Regions from separate parts of the Mus musculus genome. Here all the other regions are linked to region 1. Evidence: chromatin contacts called from public Hi-C data. All regions are on one chromosome and are shown on one strand. Each heading gives the region's core, a stretch centred on a gene start, on an enhancer-like site or on the middle of the called end of the contact. The rest is flanking DNA. Distances are from core to core; before and after follow the strand shown.

What was found. A called contact is a pair of places that touch in the nucleus more often than the background predicts.
Region 2: a Hi-C map of the N1E-115 cell line shows a contact between it and region 1, with 5 times the contacts expected there. The contact joins the enhancer-like site here to the promoter of Pex2 in region 1. A contact is called at or near these places in 1 of 484 Hi-C or Micro-C datasets (the N1E-115 cell line) and 1 of 9 other capture datasets (adipose tissue).
Region 3: a contact with region 1 is called in a Hi-C map of olfactory sensory neurons, with 2.4 times the contacts expected there. The contact joins the enhancer-like site here to the promoter of Pex2 in region 1. A contact is called at or near these places in 1 of 15 datasets of contacts at CTCF or cohesin (the NIH/3T3 cell line), 2 of 484 Hi-C or Micro-C datasets (liver and olfactory sensory neurons), 1 of 115 datasets of contacts at active chromatin or transcription factors (acute myeloid leukemia) and 1 of 9 other capture datasets (adipose tissue).

Annotation. Positions count from the first base shown.
Region 1 is chr3:5,574,908-5,578,325 of GRCm38.p6, forward strand. It overlaps Pex2 (peroxisomal biogenesis factor 2), which reads right to left and starts at 1,341. Exons shown (of 4, transcript NM_001267715.1): 1 at 1,131-1,341.
Region 2 is chr3:5,303,670-5,306,807 of GRCm38.p6, forward strand. The region is part of intron 3 of Zfhx4 (zinc finger homeodomain 4); the gene reads left to right. Among named protein-coding and RNA genes, the nearest start is that of 2700069I18Rik, 84 kb to the left of the region's middle. Within about 2 kb of position 1,877, at least 1 of the 459 cell types and tissues checked has an H3K27ac peak or open chromatin away from gene starts, as enhancers often do. A contact at or near this core is called in the N1E-115 cell line, where this site is marked.
Region 3 is chr3:5,270,834-5,274,106 of GRCm38.p6, forward strand. The region is part of intron 3 of Zfhx4 (zinc finger homeodomain 4); the gene reads left to right. Among named protein-coding and RNA genes, the nearest start is that of 2700069I18Rik, 52 kb to the left of the region's middle. Within about 2 kb of position 1,473, at least 79 of the 459 cell types and tissues checked have an H3K27ac peak or open chromatin away from gene starts, as enhancers often do. A contact at or near this core is called in acute myeloid leukemia, adipose tissue, liver and 1 more, where this site is marked.

The sequences.
Region 1 (3,418 bases), core at 91-2,590:
ACTGTTGTAAAAGAACATATAAATAGCTGTGCTTGTTAAACGACAGTTGACAGCCGGCTTGCTTTGTCTCTCCTCTGCATGGCTTCAGGAAATTTCTACAAAAGTTCTTTTATGGAACAATTTTAAAGCCACAGATTGAGTGCTACCTCTAATTACTAAAGAAGAGAATTAGTCCAAAAGGTAGAGCTGGGCAGAAGCAAACTATAATCAAGACTAGAACTTAATTCTTTTCATGTTAGTGGCCTAGTATGCTCAGTTTCTTTACTTTTTAAAGAAAAAAAAGGGGGAGGGTCTTTTTTCCTACTAATTCTGACTCATTTTTCAATTCTCCTCATTCTGGATACAAGTAATTGATAGTACAAAAAGGATCAAGACAGTAACAGAAAGAAGCTACTCCAAATCCATTCTGTTCAGGTTTAACTAAAGGCCACACATTCCTGGAGGGTGTTTTGACTACAAACTGGTAAGGGTCGGGATGGGGGTCCTTAGTCATACACCAATTATCTAAAATAATCAAGATGAAAAATGTGGCAAAGGGTCCCACAGAATATTTGAAACCGATAGTCTGGGAAAGTTTCAATCCGTGAAAAGTTCTTTTGCTAAGTGTTGCTGTGTGAAAAATGGCACGTGAATAAACTACTGAACCAACAAAGACTTTTAAGGACTCCCCACAAAGAAGAGAAATGATTATAACATTCCTTATAGCAAACCAATGGATTGCAATGTAAGTCAGAAACTAACTTGTAAGAAAACCTTCCATAACTCTTGCCACGAAGACCAAGAATGGGCTGTTGGAAACGTTGAAAGTCCAAAACACTGAAAAACTCATAAACTACAAGAGATTCTTATTTAAGAGTTAAAGCACTCAATCTAGTACTGTTCTAAAGGCGAGGAGGCGCTTTCCGGGCTGTCTGCAGCGTCGCCGCGGGGCGTGCAGAGGCAGAAGCGTTGTCTGCGTGACAGCGTTAAACTAGAGGAAAACTAGGCGTCTGGCTTGCTTTACCGCCTTTGCGGAACCGAGACAGACTGAGCCACCGCGGCCTGCAGCCAAGGCAAGCTTCGCGACGCCGTCCTCGCAGAGCGTGCGGCCCGCGCGCCCTACGGCGGGGCGGCTGCGAGCGGACACTGACCTGCGGGGTCTGCGGGACGCCCGGGCGCCGCACGGCCGTTTCTCAAACAATCTCCGGAAAGCTGGGCATTCCGTGGCCGCATCTGGGTCGCCCTCACTTCCGGAATCTGCGGGCTTCCGGAGCGACGGAAGACCCGGAAGTGGCTGAAGAGAGAGCGGGGAATTACACCCAGAAGCAACACCGGGTCTGAGGAAAGCCGGATAAGGCCTGGCCACGGAAAATGCCGAGGAGCCGAAGGGACGAAGAGACGAAGGGACGAAGGGACGAAGGGAAGAGACGCCCAAGAGGACACTCCACGCACTGGGATTGGTCCGCAAAGCTGCCTCTGATTGGCAGAAGCGTCACCGAGCGGTCAGCGCGGGGTCAGGGCCGGGCGTGAAGAGGCTTTGCTGTCCCGGCCCAGAGGGAGGTCTGGGCTCTGCGGGCAGGCTCTGGGCCCAAGGACGCCGCTGACGGCCGCTGGACAAGTGCCGCCGGCTGGCGACCCGGCGCCTGCGCACCTGAGGGCCGGGGACTGACCTTGGGTCCTCCCGGTTGTCGGTCTGACCTTGTCCCCAGATGTGTGGCAGCACACTAGGTCCCCATCGGGCAGCCACTGGGGCAGAGGCTGCAGGCCACCCGATGGGAGGCAGGCCAGTGACAAGGAGCTAGAATGGCCTTGGCTGGGTGGGTTGGTCGGGAGGTACTTAGGAAATCAGGTAGAGCCTACCGAAGTTGTAAAGTCTTTTTAATGCTACCAACCCCGCCTGCATCCCCAGGCTCGTGGAGGTAGTGATACAAAAATACAATTGTCTCCAATGCCCCAAAACTTTTCATTGTATTTTGTTTCAGAAATTACCCAGAGCATCAGAGTTCTGTGCATGACACATGGACAGCATAAAGGAGGCGGTAATAAGAACCTCAGAATCATGCACTCAGTACAATTCTGATTCTTTGTTTTTTGTTTTTTAAATAATGTGTGTTTTTAAAAAAACAAAACAAACAAAAAAACCTTAGTATCTGGAGTATATTAAAGGAGAACTTGGGAGCAAAATTGGGTGGAAGACAAAGAAAGCAAACAAATCCCTTTTTAACAAGTAACCTGACAGTGTAGAAAACACTGTAGGAGGAGCTCCAGTTTGCTACAGTAGGTATGGAATACAGATAGGGACTGCAGGGATGTGTCTAGAGATGCACCAGTATACCCACCCCATGGTGACCACTATCTTCTTGTGATTGGTTTGAAATACAGCCTACTCTAACTGTAAGGTATGGACACGATTCTAAGACAGCTTAAAGGGATACAAAATACTCATCAATTTGATGCATTGGCCATTATATTGAAAGTGTTCCAAAAAATTTAAAGTAATGGGGTTCCTATTATTATGTAGGGAGCTGTTGTTCAAAATAGTGAATTCTCTTTGAAGAGCAAGGCTTTGACTTAGTTGTGTAGGAAGGTAGCCCAAGGTAGGCTGTGATAGACTGTTTAGGTTTTGGTGTTTTTTGCTTTTGATACGGGCTTTTGCAATGTAGCTCTATGGTTGGCCTCAAAGCACTTCTGTCTCAGCTGCTATGTGCTGGGAAGACAACTGCATATTTTCTTGCCTAGTTCACTTGATTTTTATGAGGACAAAGGTGAAATTAAAAAAAAATAAAATAAAAATGGGACCAGGGAGAAGGCTCAGGAATGAAGGTACTTTCTGCCAAGCAGAAGGGACAAATTTCATCCTAGATACTCAAATGGAAAGATCACCTGCTCTTGAATCCTTCACTATGTCTCCCCCATATAAGCACATGCACACACACAATAGCAATTACATATAAACAAACACATCACACACATGTGCACACACAATAATGGCTAGAGAAGACATTTTCAGAAAGCATCTCTAGTTCAAAGAGTTTTAGTAGGTCTCATGAACACACATCACAGTATCTCCATAACAAAGATCCCAGCTGCACGAGAAATTTGAATTATATTAGATGATTCTTAAGAATGCCAGGAAGCATAGCATTTAAAATTACTGCTGAAAATATTTAAAATCAGGATATATTTATATAGTGTACTTCATTAATCTTTGTAGTGAGCTAGTAGTTTCAGAAAACTTGTTTTTATTATTTTAAAACTTGCCTTAAAAACATATCCACTCATTTATTGAACAAAAACCTGAGCTGGGCTTTATTCCTGGGCCAGGAATATTGCTAGACAGTGTTAATGAGAAAAAAAGCCAAAGAGAAGACAGAGATGGCCTATTTCTAGGAGCTAATAAGGACCTGTTTGGTCACTATGAAGATAATAAGCAAGGCAT
Region 2 (3,138 bases), core at 627-3,126, 270 kb before region 1:
CCACATCCTTGCCAGCATCTGCTGTCCCCAGAATTTTTGATCTTAGCCATTCTGACTGTTCTGAGATGGAATCTCATGGTTGTTTTGATTTGCATTTTCCTGATAATTAAGGATGGTGAACATTTTTTCAGGTCCTTCTCAGCCATTCGGATGTTCTCAGTTAAGAATTCTTTGTTTAGGTCTGTACCTCTATTTTTTTTTTTTTTTTTTGAGACAGGGTTTCTCTGTATAGCCCTGGCTGTCCTGGAACTCACTTTGTAGACCAGGCTGTCCTCAAACTCAAAAATCCACCTGCCTCTGCCTCCCGAGTGCTGGGATTAAAGGTATGTGACACCATGCCTGGCCATCATTTTTTAATAGGTATATTTGATATTCTGGAGTCCATCTTCTTGAGTTCGTTATAAATATTGGATATTAGTTCCCTATCACATTTAGGATTGGTAGAGATCCTTTCCTAATCTGTTGGTGGCCTTTTTGTCTTATTGACAGTGTCTTTTGCCTTACAGAAGCTTTGCAATTTTATGAGGTCCCATTTGTCGATTCTCAATCTTACAGCACAAGCCGTTGCTGTTATGTTCAGGAATTTTTCCCCTGTGCTCATATCTTTGATGCTTTCCCCCACTTTCTCCTCTTTAAGTTTCAGAGTCTCTGGTCTTATGTGGACATCTTTGATCCACTTAGACTTGAGCTTTGTACAAGGAGATAAGAATGGATCAATTCTCCATTGGGCCAGTTGACCCAGCACCATTTGTTGAAAATGCTCTTCTTTCCACTGGATGGTTTAAGCTCCCTTGTCAAAGATCAAGTGACCATAGGTGTGTGAGTTCATTTCTGGGTCTTCAGTTCTATTCCATTGATCTACCTGTCTGTAGCTTTACCAGTACCATGCAGATTTTATCACAATTGCTCTGTAGTATAGCTTGAGTTCAGGCTTGGTGATTTCCCCAGAGGTTGTTTTATTTTTGAGAATAGATTTTCCTATCCTAGGTTTTTTGTTATTCCATATGAATTTGCACATTGCCCTTTCTAACTTGGTGAATAATTGAGTTGGAATTTTCATTGAATCTGTAGACTCCTTTCGGCAAGATAGCCATTTTGACTATATTAGTCCTGCCAATTCATGAGCATGGGAGATCTTTCCATCTTCTGAGATCTTCATAGATTTCTTTCTTCAGAGACTTGAAGTTCTTTTTTTTTTTAATTAGGTATTTTCCTCGTTTACATTTTGAATGCTATCCCAAAGGTCCCCCATACCCACCCCCCCCAATCCCCTACCCACCCACTCCCCCTTTTTGGCCCTGACATTCCCCTGTACTGGGGCATATAAAGTTTGCAAGTCCAATGGGCCTCTCTTTGCAGTGATGGCCGACTAGGCCATCTTTTGATACATATGCAGCTAAAGACAAGAGCTCCCGGGTACTGGTTAGTTCATATTGTTGTTCCACCTATAGGGTTGCAGTTCCCTTTAGCTCCTTGGGTAATTTCTCTAGCTCCTCCATTGGGGGCCGTGTGACCCATCCAATAGCTGACTGTGATCATCCACTTCTGTGTTTGCTAGGCCCTGGCATAGCAGAGACTTGAAGTTCTTATCATACAGATCTTTCACTTCCTTAGTTAGAGTCACACCCAGGTATTTTATATTATTTGTGACTATTGTGAAGGGTGTTGTTTCCCTAATTTCTTTCTCAGCCTGTTTATCCTTTGTGTAGAGAAGGGCCACTGATTTGTTTGAGTTAATTTTATATCAGCTACTCCACTGAAGCTGTTTATCAGGTTTAGAAGTTCTCTGGTGCAATTTTTAGGGTTGAAATACTTTTTAAAATCTGTATGTTTATATTGAGAAAATAGTTGCCTATTTATTAAAACTCTGTATTCAAATTTAAACTGTAAACTGAGCTTATTTATGGTCTATCCTCTGCAGATGCCATTCCTATTGTTTTAAGCTAAATTGCAGTATTAAAAAGAAGAATTATAGTAGGTAGCACATCATTTCTTAATAAAAGTGAAAAGGATAAAAGAAATACTCTCCCCTTTGATGTTTGATTTAATCTACTACTGATTGCTATCACTCATTTGCTTTCCTTTTCCTATGTAATCTGTTTAGTAAGTGGAACTTCTTACTGCTGGGATGAGCTAAGTCTCAGCTTTTCACTTTAACAGTATCTTTGTGATCTAGGCCATCATGCTAGTGAGGTCTTGGTGATGAGCCATTAAACAAAATGATCTGCCTTCAGGACAGAGATTTGGTTGAATGCCAAACAGTAGTCAAGTACAATTAACTATCAAACATGTGAACACTCCATTATTCCAAGAGATGGAACTGCAGCCATCTGGAAAATCAGAAGGGGTGACTGATATTCTAGCTATGTTCTGTTTTCGTGGTGCATTTGAATAGTTCAATTTTATTATAATATTTTGACATTTTACTTTTTTGGTCATTTTGAATTTTGATTAATTTATTTTTAATATATTCAAGATGAAAATACAAAAGTTCTTATTCAATGTTTTCTAAAAGAATAAATGCTTAGTTTATTTTATATACCTGAGTTTTGGGTAGAATAAATGGGAATAGAAGGAAGTAATCAAATATTTTCCATGATTATTTGAAAGTACCTCCTTACTTCAAATTTATGTCAATGATCATTCTTTTAGATGAGATACCCTAAGCATGTGTGTTAAGCTATTTTTAGTGACATCATAATATGACTGTTTATTTTTGTTTCTCCACAGTTTTTCTAAGTGTATGAGTATGTATGTGTATATGTGCATGTGCGTGCATGTGCATGATTTTGTCCATGTGCCTGTGTGTGTGTGTCACATGAACACACATGCAGAAATCAGATGTTACCATTGGATATCTTTTTAAATTGCTCTCTCCCTTGTATGTTGAGGCAGAATCTCTCACTTGAACTTAGATCTTGTAAATCCAGCGGGTCTAACCAGCAAATTTTCTCTCAGGATACTGTCTCCAGCTTTCCAGGGCTGATAGTTAGATAGGCTGCCATTCTTGCCTCATGGTACTGTGGGTGCTAGGATCTAAACTCTAGCTCTTTTGCTTAAAGTACAAGCACTTTAGGTCTTATGCTTAAAGTACAAGCACTTAGTGCTTAAAGTACAAGCACTTTACCCACTGAGCCA
Region 3 (3,273 bases), core at 223-2,722, 300 kb before region 1:
CTCAATATAAACTTCCAAATGAGTGCTGACAACATGGGACTACTTTATATAAAATCTGTCAGAGCTATACTTTATCATTCTGCTTTTTGGATGTATAAAATATATAGTAATATTTTCTAGTTCATTTGTAAGTACTTTTCATGAGTAATATTTTCTTTTGAGTTCACTTTCACCATTGTTTCATTTCCAGTATATAATTATATATTATATATAACATACATATATATATAATATATAATTTAATAAACAACATATATATATATATAATGTTTCTAAATATAGAGGCATATTGAGGTAAAGTGACTTTATTTTCAAAATTATGTTTTAGAAGAGTAATCTGTGTTATGGGGAATTTCAGAGCTAATGTTTAATGGATCATTAACTGATAAATTACTAGTATTCACAACATTTTCTCCATTTACAATCTAGTTAAAAGTAATGAAAAAACTATGCCATCATTGCTATGTATATTTTATTTATTTAAAAATTTTAAGCCCAAATTAAATATTGCTTGGAATTTTTCATTTGTTTGTTTGATAATTAGATCTTAAAAACAGCCTCGAAATTGACCACAGCAGTAAAATCCAAGATAATAAAACAATGAAAACACCTTCTGCTTTCATTGATCAACATTAAAACTGAAAGGTACTGGTTTGCTGTGTATTGCTTTTATTATGTTTAGGTATGGGCCTTGACATATGAAATATGTATTGTTTTTGAAGTATGACTTTATAAGATAAAAAGCAATCACAAAAAATGGGAGGGCTTTTGAGCTCTGTCGTTTTCCTAGGCAGTAGACCATTGGAGAACTCTACATTGGTTACAAAAGATGGGAGGGCTTTTAGATCTGTCATTTTCCTAGGCAGTAGACAGTTGAAGAACTCTACATTGGTTAATATATGGAGCTGGATTTTGAATAATGGGGCTGTCATCTTCATCATTCTTTTCTTTCAAAGTGTGGGTTTGGGAGATTAAAATAATCTTCAAAGCAGGTACCATTACACTGAGTGTGCCCTATTATCCAAGCCGCTCTCCTCATGCAGTATATTTGAGTTCCTACTACAGTTGAGAGTTAAACATACAGTCCAACTCAGACCATTTAGATAGACAACTTGAGCCAGCCAGCCAGCACAGAGGACTGTAATCATATATCTTTCTCTATGTCTACCTCCTGAAATAACTAATACAATTGTCTTTTGTTTGCTCATTTTTTAATTGCATAATGCAGTCTGAACATTCAGGGATTGTCTTGCACAGTGCTGTAACGTTAAAATGAAAGTGAAACAAGACTAGAAAAGGCCGACAAGGTGAAAGGGAAGACCTGCTTTGCTCCTTGAGATTGAAAACCACGGTGTTTGCTGGTCCAGTCTTCTTTTCTATCCTTTGGTGCACCTCAGTAGAGAAGCCAAGATCGAGGGAATAGAGAAGTTGAGCCATTGTTCTGCCTCTCCTGGCTGAACCACTCTGGACTAGGGAGACACACAGTAGATCAGTGGATGCCTAGAGTCTGGGCAAGGTCAGAATCATTCCTCTCATTTAAAGGGGAAAACTTTAATAACAGAAACTAAAGAACTATTTTAAAACATGTTCTCATTACAGTTTGAGGCATGGTGCCACGAATAACAGTGTAAAGAAAACACACATTTACTTTAGAAAAATCTTCTTTTTGCATGCTATTAAATAATTCATATGCTATTTCTTATGGGAGGATTTTTTTAAATCATCATTTCCAGATTGGAATTTCTCTTCCATAAATGACTCTGATAAAAGTCAATCTTCCAAGAGTTTTACAGCATCATGGCTCCCACTCCTCAGCAGGGAAGGCCTGGCTAATATGAGACACATGCTAATAAGACACTGATTTTCCATTTTTAATGTCTTATGCGATGCCAGATGATGTATCCAGCTAACCACTTTAAACCTTCCAGTAAAGGTTTGATAATAGATGTCATTATTGAATGTCCTCATGCATGCCCCTTTGAAATAAATGATCACCTATTAAAGGATAGAGACAAAACACATTTACTTGAACGAAATGTTTAATAAAGTACATTAGGACTTGTTTTTATTGGTACTAGTCTATGAATACTTTATATGCCAATTTAGGGCTTAAGAGTACTTAGTCATCCTAGTACTCCAGTCTCAAAAAGGCATGTACCTTATTATTATAAACACCAACCTTTAATGTTTAGGACATATTTATAAAACATACTTGTCCTCTCCTTTAAATTGAAAACATATGGTACAGATTTTCTGTTAAAATATTATAGATGTGAGAACTAAGTAAGGAGGCAGGCTGCCATTTTGGATGGATGTTAAACTGGTTGTTATTCTGCACCAGTCAGACTGTGAATACAAACAAACAACCAGAGGCAGAGGCTTCATTGAGTTTAGCAACTGTAGTGTGTTGTTCATTAAAAGTAATTCCCATATAGGCATTCTTAATTTATATATATATATTTTATTACGTATTTTCCTCAATTACATTTCCAATGCTATCCCAAAAGTCCCCACACACACCCCCCACCCACTCCCCTACCCACCCATTCCCATTTTTTGGCCCTGGCGTTCCCCTGTACTGGGGCATATAAAGTTTGCCTGTCCAATGGGCCTCTCTTTCCAGTGATGGCCGACTAGGCCATCTTTTGGTATAAGGACTTTTTTTAACTCCATAAATCTGGCCTAATAATTTTTGTCCTTTCACATAATTTACACTGACTCTTTTGGGCAGCTGATTGGAGCAAGGTGACTTCCTTAGAATGAAAATTAATTATAATTTTTGCAGCCTTCATTAGTCTGCTTTTGTAACTCCTGTGACTAAGCAGCAGGGAACTGGGCCTGAACTGCCTTGCATCACTGGATCATTTGCTGTGGAATCTCCCTTTTAAGATGATTGGACTCTTTGTATTCTCCACACCTACATAAAATGAGGATTTGTGATAAAAAGAAATTTTCTTGTGCTTTAAAATACCCTTGAATATGTATTTACACTGGCAAGGACTGCATCATGCTAATTTACCAACACACTGTGTGGTCTTTGCAAAATATTTAAATACACAAACCTATTTCAGTTCTCAGATTTCTATAATACCTAATGTTGCCTGAAGTTTTAAACATTGTTACATATGCACATGTACTTTAACAATGAAGAACTTATTATCCAGAGATGAAAGATTTGTTTGTGGTCCATTTTTAAAGCAGTGTTCATGATACTATACAACAGCACTGACTGGCGATAGCACTGATTTGTAAAGAAACCAAACCCGCTGCAGA